3 separate regions of the Mus musculus genome follow, and regions 1 and 2 are each linked to region 3. A link is a contact called in public HiChIP or PLAC-seq and promoter capture Hi-C data. All regions are on one chromosome and are shown on one strand. Each heading gives the region's core, a stretch centred on a gene start, on an enhancer-like site or on the middle of the called end of the contact. The rest is flanking DNA. Distances are from core to core; before and after follow the strand shown.

Region 1 (3,406 bases), core at 340-2,839, 1.5 Mb after region 3:
GTCATACATTATTCTACAATATTCCATGGAAGATTCTACTGAGCAAGTCCACAAGGATTTGGAGATGGGAGCCAAAGGGATGATGCCTTGGGTCCTGTTCTTCACCAGCATATCAAACTCCACATGCTGCCTACAGGATTCTGCCATGTATGGGCAGTGATCCACAACAAACACTGTTTTATGAGATTCAGAAAAAATCTTCATTTTGTTTTAACCTGTAAAAGGATAAACAAACTAGTCAAAACGATGACACATAACATTTATCATAAATGATTTCTCACTTAAGTGTGTTTTCAAGATTTGATACGGATCCTAAGTTCTGAGAATTTTGTGCAAAAAAGGCCAAAGTAATGGTGCCAGTTCAAAGAATATGCCACATCATACCATGCAGTCTATCTACCAAATGAAGTTAGTTCATACTTCTTTTTTTCTTTTACAAAGCACTTAAAATAGAAGAAAACATCTGTGCACATTGTATTTGATTCTTATGCCTACAAATCACAGATCTAATTCCTCAAATGTATTTATGGTGATCCTTGTTAGGGGCTAAGGGAAATCAACAGGAAAAGACTGACAGCAAAAGTACAACCCAAAATAGACACACATCTCCTACGGTAACTGCATATTGCGTCTTTCTATGGCTTCAAACTCATCCTCTCCCTCCACTTGCAATACACTACAGTAATTCACCACGTAGACCACAACAAGCAGATGCTATCCCATGCTGGCGAAGAGAAAACACTTCTAAAACTTTTTCTTATAAACACAGAACATGTGGTGCACTGCCCTGCTTCGCTCCTAAAATTTTACAGACCAAAAAAAAAAAAATTTTTTTTTTAAACCTACATTCTAAAGCACCTGGGAAACAGCAAGTGTTCAAGGTAACAAACCACCTTAGGGTCCCGCTATTACCTCCTGCTGCTCTGGAACGCACCGCCCCTCCCCGCCAAAGTCCCTGTCTGCAAACCTTCTGCACACACCTGACTGCAAGGGGGGTGGGGGGCGGCGAACGAGGTGAGTGGATGGGGAAGACCTCGGCATCGAGGTTCGCTTACTTTCGTGCCTGGTCCTGCAGTGAATGAACGGAGGCTGAGAGAGAAGGCGGACGAGGGTGGGTGGGGAGTCGGCGCACAGTCGGTCTGGTACAACCCGCAGAAGACTGACTGCCCGGCTCATCTCCCAACACTCCGGCTGCTTAAACGCAGGGGCGCGCGCATGCGCGTGCAAGCACAAGAGCGCACTCGGACTCGCGCGTGCGCACGGCGCTCTCGCACAGCCCCGCCATCTTCCCTTCTCCTTAGAAGCCACCAGAGGCCGAACCGGAAGAGGGCGGAGCAAGTGAGGGGAAAAAAAAAGCCTTTAACATTTGTTCCCAATCAACCGTAGGGAAGAACGGTCAGGACGACCCGAGAGATCCCCCCACAAAGTACTAAGCCACGGCCGGGACAAGCCAGCCTCGGCTCTGGACAGGCAGAGCCTACCCACCCAACCTCCCCTCTCCGCCTCCAGTCCGGGCCGGTAGCCCCTCGGAAAACACGCGAGAGTGTGCGAGCGGCAGAGCAAAACCTTGAGAGGGGGGCGAGGAGAGAAGCCCCGCCCCCTCCCCGTTCTCCAATCAACGGCCAGCCGTTTACCGGGGGTGGGGCCTTCGGGAACCAGCAGAGGGAAGTCTCGCGAGGCTTGTCGCTCAGCGGCTGCGGGTCGCGGAGGTTCTGGTCCGCCCGGGATGGGGCCGAGACGAGTGGGTTTCCCGTACGTCCCGCCGCTGTGTGAGCAGGACTGTGCGTCCGCTCGCTGAGCAGGCGCAGCGAGGGCGCGGAGACCACTCCGTGGGCACTCCACCTCGCGGGTGGTCGTCGCCCCAGGGGGACTGAAGCGCAGTGGAATAACTACACGCGTGGGCGAGCCTCTGAGCCGGGCTTCCTCTCTCCGTGCTCTCCCTGAGGTCCTGCCGGGAACTGAGGTACGGAAAGTTCCCTGAAAACCCTGGGCCTGCACGCCGCGGGACACCCCTTCCGGGTTCCCCTTCCTGCCACTCGGGAGCTCCGTGGGCGGTGGCCTGAGGGACTTGTCACTGTTGAGTTTACCTCAGCACACTTGACCGCGTTTGCGCCTGGGACTTAGCCACGGTCCTGAGGGAGCTGCTGGGATCGTTTGAGTCCCTCAGCGGCCTTCCAAATTCGGTTTCAAGTTGAAAAACTGGTTTTCTCCAGACAAATGTTTCAGAAGCTCCAAGTGTGTGCATTCCACCATTTTCAAGAACAGTGCAGTTCTCTGCTTTCAGAGTGATGTGTGTGGACAGGATGCTTATTGGTGTGTGTGGTCTGCACGCATTCTTTCTTTATCCCATTCTAAGGTTTTCTTTGAAAGACACATGCTTTTTATATTGCTACCAGCATCTGTGTCTGCTCCTCAAGAGTGAGGACTCTCTTTTCTTCCCGTCCTCCTTTCCAGAACACGGACCTCAGAACTGCCTACGTTCTGTATTCCACTCACACTGCACCAGGTTTTTTTGCTTCTTTCACTGTGACTGTTACAGTTGCCCTTCCTCCACCCCAAACCGGTGTCCCCGCCTCAGCCTTCCATACTTACTGTGACATGTATTCGCCTGAAACTTTTTCAAGTTCTAATTTAAGCATATCGATTCATCAGGGTTTTTTACCATCCTATCTCATCATATTTTACCTTTTCAGTGTCATCTTATTGCCACCCCTAATTCCTTTCCAAACACTGTGCCATGTGAGTCCATATAGTCTGCTAGAATGCTTGCTTTTCCTTCTGTCTTATCATCTATCAAAACCCAATTCATAGATGATTCTTTTTAGACTCCCTCCGGTGACATTGACAGTACAATGAACTCGGATAGCTCTTGACATAGTTTTGCAGTATTCATTAGGATGTATTATTTGTTCAATTACCTGTCTCTCCTGCCAGCTTGAACTTGAGTCTGGAATCATGTCTTATTCATGTTTAAAACAAATGCTATCTCAGTGTTGGCACAGAGCAAGCAATATATATATATATATATATATACACATACACGCACATATATATATTTATTTATAATGTCATTCTAAAGAATTTGATATAAAAATTCTGTCTCTTAGAAGTCAGAATATTAGAACCTAAAGGAACTTTTTTTAGGGTAAAAGCCTTTACTTACCTGCTTTGAACATGAGCAGTCATGTACTCCTAACACTTATGTAATTGTACTTTTGTTGTTAGTGGTTGGAGATTGTATATAATATCAAAAGCACATGCATGCACACACCCTATGTATTCAAATGACTCTATGTTAGTATCATGTTTGACAACTAGGATTTTATGTGATGCAAATGTTTTTGATAGTGCTCAGCATAAGAAAAATTTTACCGACTCTTGGCCATATGTTAGAAATAACTGGTTT
Region 2 (3,197 bases), core at 409-2,908, 1.6 Mb after region 3:
TACTAAGGTGTGCACCATCTGCTGTGGGTGCTGGGAACCTAACTCTGGCCTTTTGTGAGAGCAGAAGAGGGCCATCCTCTAGCCCTTGCATATATTGTTTTAATAGTGTAAAAGCTAAGGGTATTTCATAAAATCCCACTGTTTGAAGAATGGATTTGTTTTTTTTTGTTGTTTTGTTTTTTTTTTGTTTTTTTTTTTTTTTGTTTTTCGAGACAGGGTTTCTCTGTATAGCCTTGGCTGTCCTGGAACTCACTCTGTAGACCAGGCTGGCCTCGAACTCAGAAATCCACCTGCCTCTGCCTCCCGAGTGCTGGGATCAAAGGCGTGCGCCACCACACCCGGCTCCAAGAATGGATTTGTTAATAGTGATTGGGAATATTGGTTTGTCTTACTCAAAGACCAGTTTTATCTTAAAAAGCAAAACTCTTGTCACTTTCCCAAAACTCTCCCCTGTGTTCTCCATGGGAAAGTGATTTTCTAAATATCACACACTCTTCTCCCTTTATCCACAGATTCACTTTGGCAGTACCCACAGTCAACCATGTTCCAAAATTATGAAGTGGAAAATTCCAGAAATAAATGATTCACCAGTTTTAAACTGAAAATGCCGTTCTAAGTAGCCAATGAAGTCTCTCACTCCCCTCACTGTGTTGCTCCCAGGACGCTAGCAGTTCCTCTGGAGTGTCAATGTTGTGTATGTGAAACTCCTGGCCCCCTGGGAGGCATGGTCCTTGTTCCAATAATCCTCATTTTATTTCATAATAGCCCCAAAGCACAAGAGCAGCTGGCTGTCTACATCAAAGATAAGATTTAGCCTGCTTTTGTATTGTTAAGACTGGGTCTCACTCTGTAGCTCTAGCTGGGCTCAAACTCACTATGTAGCCCAGGCTGGTCTCAAACTTGCCGCAGCTTCTGCCTCAGCCTCCTTGGTGATGGGATTACATGCATGAAACACTGTACCTGGCGTCAAAGTTTGTTTGTTTGTTTGTTTTTTTAAAGTAAATGTTGTTGAGGTTGCTTAAATCTATGGTTCGGTTGTTAATCTCTTACTGTGCTGGATGTATAAATTAAGAGTAGGTGTGTGTAGGACACACAGTGTATAGTGTTTGGCTAGTCCGCGGGTCCTGAAGTTTGCCTGCCTACCTTTGATGCGAAGGGAAGAGACAATGACGACGACAATTTTCTAGCCTAATGCTGTATGTTATGTTGTCAACTGCTCTGGGATTTTTCAGGTAAGTTTAGCAAATTTTCATGTATGCTGGTAAGTTTCTTGTGGTCTTCCTAAATTCTAAATCCTCCTAAGCCTTTCGGGTTCAGTTATAGAGACGTGGAAGTCACAGAGCTGCTACATTGGTGATCTCTCCTCTATGGAGCCATCTTTGCATTGCCTTGAGGAGAGCTCCATCACACCAGGCCTCTCTCAGGGTCAGGCAGAACCAGTTAGAACTGGAGAGGGCCATGAGACAAGAACGTTACAACGCCCAGTAGTGATTAGACTGAGCTCAGGTTCCTGGACCAACCTACACTTCCGCCCGCGAAGGTGGGGGTCGGTACTGGCGCTGACGCCAGAAGGACACTTCCGCCTGGGTGCGTATGACGTCAGGGGCGACCCCTTTAAAAAAAAAAATCTAGGAGATCAAGTCTCGCGAGATTCTGGCGCGGCCGCTTTGGCACCGCCTCACGGGGCGGGACGAGGCGGGGCCTGGCGCGAGAGACGCGCGCCGCGGGCTGCGGTGACTGAGGAGGAGGCTGAGCGGGCGCGGGCGACACCGGCAGGTGAGAGCGGGCGAGGGCACCGGCGCCGGCGCGGGGCAGGGCCGCGGGGCTAGGGCGGCGCTCGCTGCGGGGAGGTGTGAGGGGCTTGGCGCGGTACAGCCCGCGGCGCCCAGCCCAGGTGTCCCTGGCGGAGCGGAGAACCGCGGCCGTGCGCGGCGTCCCCGGGCTGCAGGCGGGGCCGCGCCCCCACCGCCTGTCAGTCACCGGGGCCTTCGCCGAGCCGGGTGCGGCAGCCTGCGTACCGGGAGCGGAGCCGCCAGCCCCGCGCGCGTCCTGCTCCGGGCCCACCTTCCCGTCCCCTCCGGACGCAGAGGGCACGGCTCGCCGGCACAAAGTTGCCGGTGCACAGCGACGGCAAACTGTGCCCGAGCCGCGGCGTCCCTGTCACCGATGCTACTTTCTCTGTTGCGGGGTCGCTCTTGGGTCCCGAAGTTTGGAGAAACGCGGTGAAGAGATGCGAGGTGGGTCTGGAGCAGCGGCTGGTGTAGAGGTGCGCTGCTGCCGCCCCTCGGGACTCACTCGGTGCAGAGCCGGCGCGCTCTCCGGCTCCTCTGCAACTTGGGACGCGTTTCGGTAGAAGCCACTTATGGATTTGGCTCTGGTATTAGCCACACGACTGCCAAGAAGCCAGGCGAACAAAGTTCAATGGTTTTAAGGTGGTGATTACCCCTTATTTGGCAGTCGTGGCTTAAATCGGTCAGGTCTCCCTACTTTAAGTCAATAAGCCTTGCAATTTGCATATCAAGTTGTCTTGATGTCTCACGCACAAGCCTAAATGGAAAGGTTTTTCTCTTACGCCTCAGGATATATAAAACAATTAAGTTTATTATGCTCTTTCCCTCGTGGCCAAGAGGCACTTTATTTGAGTTAGTTGCTCTTGTGTCTATTTGGGGAGATAATTTAGTTAAATATACGATAAATTATGATATTGCGCGAGGTCATAAAAGTACTTTTATTTGGAAAATCCTGGTCTCAGAAGAAGTACAAGGGATAAAAGTTTGGTATTTGCCTTCGCTCTGCTGAGCGTTTTTTCTCCTAGTTAGAGGCCCGATTAGGCATCCCATTTGTTGGGATGTGTTTAGAATGAGAAGCATAGTTCGGTGTAGTTTCCGTGCTCTTTTGAAAGGCCTTGCTGTTAAGTAATGAACAAATTAGACTCAGAAAAACCACATTAAATAGAATACTGGAAGTCTCAGCACTTGTTTTCTTGAGTTTGCTTACAAATAAGCCAAAGAATAGAAACTAAGGCTGTCTAAATAAAAAGGTGTTCTCTGCAGTTTTTATTATTTAAAACAGTTTTAAATTTTAAATATATTTTGATCATAGTCCCTTCTCCCTCAAGCCCTTCCAGATCCTCTCCTCCTCTCTACCCACCCAACTTTAAGTTCTTTCTCAAAAACCAAACTCTGCAGCTTTTTAAA
Region 3 (3,349 bases), core at 283-2,782:
TTGCCCAGTCATTGGCCACTGGCAACTTTATTTTCCAATCAGAGCCAGCTGGGGGTAGGCTTCCTTTAGCCTACATGCAGGACACTGCAAACAGGTTTTTGGGTAACATAAATTAGCATGAGAGCACAAGCTGCTCTAGGTGGTGGATGTGTGTAATTCCAACTCTAGGGAGGTAGAGGAAGGAGGACCAGAAGTTCTCAGCTACATAGAAAATTAGAGACCAGCCTGGGGTATATGAGATCCTATCTCAAAAGAGCATTACCTCTTTTAGTAAGAACTATAAATATTTAAGAGTGTAGATTTCAATATACATTGTTCATATTGTTTTAGCGCCATTACAGAGCATAAGCGACTGTAGGCGGTCGCGCAAGCAGCTTTGGGGAATGCCTCTATATACAAAACGATGCTGAAAGGGCCGTGGTCCTTCTTGCTTCTGATGTTATAAGCAGTGCTGTTTTATGCAGGCACACAGTTAGGCTTTAACTGCAAGGAGCCTGGGACTGATGGCTGTCTTCCCTCTACCCCCCCCCCCCACTTTGATCCTAATTCAAAATGGGTGGGCCCAGTGGGTTAAGGTTTGTACTCAAGCAGTTCCTGGTAACCACTGAGTCATCAGTACGCCACAGATTAGTCTTGCTGGCTAGCGGAGAGTGGGAGCCAAATGAGAAGTGCTAAAGGCTCAAGGACATTTGTGGTGGGAGATAAGAGGTAGAGAATGACCTCTGAGTTCACAGTGGGAATATCCAGTGAGTTTCCAGCTGTGTTGGGGGAGATACTTCCGGTACTAAAGCTCTGCCCGTTTCCTATGATTGACAGTCCAAAGGAGAAAGGTTAACGAAACAAAGACGCATTTCCCTCCGCACCCACTTTCCTCTAAATAGCTCGTGTTGGTGTGTAAAAACTAAACTTGTCACCCTGCTCCCAATGTAGAACATCCTACTTGTGTGCCGCAGGTGTCACAGCGAGCTCGTGGGGAGCCAGTCATGCCACGTGCTCATCCGAAACAGCCCGAGGAAGCTGTGGAGTTGATTGTGAGCTCTGGGGTTGCTTTACTCAAGAGCCTGTATTTCTAAATGCTTTCATTTTTTCAGGTCCTCTCTAAAGAAGTTTGAGTTCCTCACAGTTTCTCAGAGTGACTTGTGACTGAAGTGTCACTGAAAGCTCAGGGTGTTTCTGTCGTTCCCTCCACACACCCCCTCCCCCCCTTTCTTTTTTTAAAATTTCGACTTCATTCAGAAACCATTAGACATTGCTAAGCGGCTGCAAGATGTGCCCACTAGGAAGAAGGTCCATAGCCAGAGAGCACATAGAGCCAGGGGTCCGGAGGCCTTGGCAATATGAAACTCAGGGATATCACCTCAGATGTCCTTAAAATGTGAAGCAAAAATGGAGGAGGGGGAAAAAAGGAACTATTCAATTGTCCCAGGAGGCTGGCCTTTAGCCTGCGCAGAGGAAGTGCAGGGCGCAAGGGTGCAGGGGTGCAGGGGTGCAGAGGAGGCGGTGTTAACAGCCTTCTGGTGAAAGAGGGGAGTACAGAAAGCTTAAGTTGCTTCTAGGGACTCTCTGGGTGGAAGGATCTGGGCCTGCTGCGCCCGCCCGTGCAAACAGAATTGCAGAAGTTGAGCCTACGCTTATCATTTCCCTGAGAAGAAAAGCATATTTCCAGTTTCCTGTGCCTAAGAACAAGCATCCAGCGCCCTTCCCGCGGCTCAAACCCAGGCTGACCTGTGCATATGGGTCAGGGGGATCAGGATGGGGCCTGCGCATGAGGCAAGCCTCTGCTACAAGAACTAGAGGAAGCGATTCCAGAAGGAGATCACAGTCCCCAGCACTACTCAGACTCAGGAGCTGAAGACCAGGGGCGTTCAGTGTAAGTAGCTCATTCTACTCTGGTTCATGTCGCCCAGGATGAGGAGGAAGAGCCTCTGCCGCTTTCCTGGATCCCAGCTGCTGGGTTAGCCAGTGGAAGGGTTAGCTAGCATCGCTCGCTCTCGCTCCCGGGATCTCAGCCTCTGGCCAGGGCCATAGACCCCTCCCCTGCTCCCCGCACCCCAGGCTGTTGCTAGATTTGTCTATGGCTATCTTTCCGTTTAAAATGAAACAGAGCTGGGGCTTACTTAGCTCAGAGGCAACTTACCCTTGTGTGCAAGAGTGTGTATCAATATTAAACACATGTAAACTTGCTTTAAAATTTTTAATGTGTTCTTAATATAAATGTGTGTGTGTATGTATGGATATATATGCACACTTTAGTTTTGTTTTTGAGACAGGGTCTCACTGTGTAGTTCTGACTGACCTAAAACTCTCTGTAGACTATGCTCACCTCAAACTCACAGAGATCTACCTGCTTCTGCCTCCAGAGTGCTGGGGTTAAACTGTGTGCGTTCCTCTGCTCAAATATACTTTACCTTTGAAACGGGTATTTAGAATTTTGTGTGCCAGCCAAAGGCCTATTATGAGCATTTACCAAGAATAATGTGAGAAGACAAGTGTCAAATTACAAATGTCAGGCTATTTATAAACCTGCTTTATTCTACAAAGATGAAATGGAAATTGTAAAGCTTGCGTGCCTCGCCGTTTACCGGACAGCTGCTTTTGTTCAGTGAACTTCTTAATTTAGTGGGACAGATTTTTTTTTTCCAGACATAAGAGTTCATTTATCTCGTGACCCAAATGGTGCTTGGTCTGGGTTTATTGTGAATTTCTGTACCTTTTTCACTGTTGGCCTGAGGAAGTGGCTGAGGCGTTTAAGGAATTGCTTCCTTTTAGAATAGCAACATTGTTCAATATTTTATTGTTACTGTCTTGGTTTGTACAGCTCACTGGTTTTCAATGTTTCAGAAAGCAATAAAAACTGTTCTTTAAATCAGGGAGGGTACAGTGTTGTCATTGCTCAGGAGGCTTTGGAGAAGGGTCTCTTGTGAGAAGAGCTACCCTGTGGAGGCACCGATAAGCAGCTGCGCCCAGTTTGGTGCTTCAGAGCCCATGCTCAGAGCACTAACCCACCGGCCACTTACATCTGTCTTTTGATGAAATTGATATTACATCTCAGTGTTTTGTGAGCAAGTAAGAATTTGGGTCCCCCTTCTCAAGGGTTCCCTGTGGCATCTGAGCAGGAGTGTCTACAGTTATGACACATCCCAAAGGCCATTGTGGGGTTCCTTGCTGGTTATGGTCCTCCAGCCCAGCCTCCAGAGACAATTGGTTGGAATGGTATTAGAAGCGCTTTTTTTTTTTTTTTTTTTTTCATGTGTGGACTTCCTTCCTCAATGCACCTGCTCTCGAGCTACCAGAATTCATGGAACACATGTAGATGGGTGTATTTTGCCTGCCCAGAGAAGGCACACCT

Evidence for each region. Promoter capture Hi-C pulls out the DNA fragments that hold promoters and counts their contacts. HiChIP or PLAC-seq counts read pairs in DNA pulled down with a chosen protein or histone mark.
Region 1: a promoter capture Hi-C map of pre-B cells shows a contact between it and region 3, with 5 times the contacts expected there. The contact joins the promoter of Ints13 here to the promoter of Lrmp in region 3. A contact is called at or near these places in 1 of 39 promoter capture datasets (pre-B cells) and 1 of 484 Hi-C or Micro-C datasets (B cells).
Region 2: an H3K27ac HiChIP or PLAC-seq map of microglia shows a contact between it and region 3, with 6 times the contacts expected there. The contact joins the promoter of Stk38l here to the promoter of Lrmp in region 3. A contact is called at or near these places in 1 of 39 promoter capture datasets (pre-B cells), 1 of 484 Hi-C or Micro-C datasets (B cells) and 1 of 115 datasets of contacts at active chromatin or transcription factors (microglia).

The regions. Positions count from the first base shown.
Region 1 is chr6:146,576,246-146,579,651 of GRCm38.p6, forward strand. Ints13 (integrator complex subunit 13) reads right to left here and starts at 1,590. Exons shown (of 18, transcript NM_138757.2): 1 at 1,056-1,590; 2 at 1-215. The coding sequence starts at 204. It overlaps Fgfr1op2 (FGFR1 oncogene partner 2), which reads left to right and starts at 1,666. Exons shown (of 7, transcript NM_026218.2): 1 at 1,666-1,963.
Region 2 is chr6:146,723,272-146,726,468 of GRCm38.p6, forward strand. Stk38l (serine/threonine kinase 38 like) reads left to right here and starts at 1,659. Exons shown (of 14, transcript NM_172734.3): 1 at 1,659-1,776.
Region 3 is chr6:145,120,237-145,123,585 of GRCm38.p6, forward strand. It overlaps Lrmp (lymphoid-restricted membrane protein), which reads left to right and starts at 1,533. Exons shown (of 19, transcript NM_008511.4): 1 at 1,533-1,870.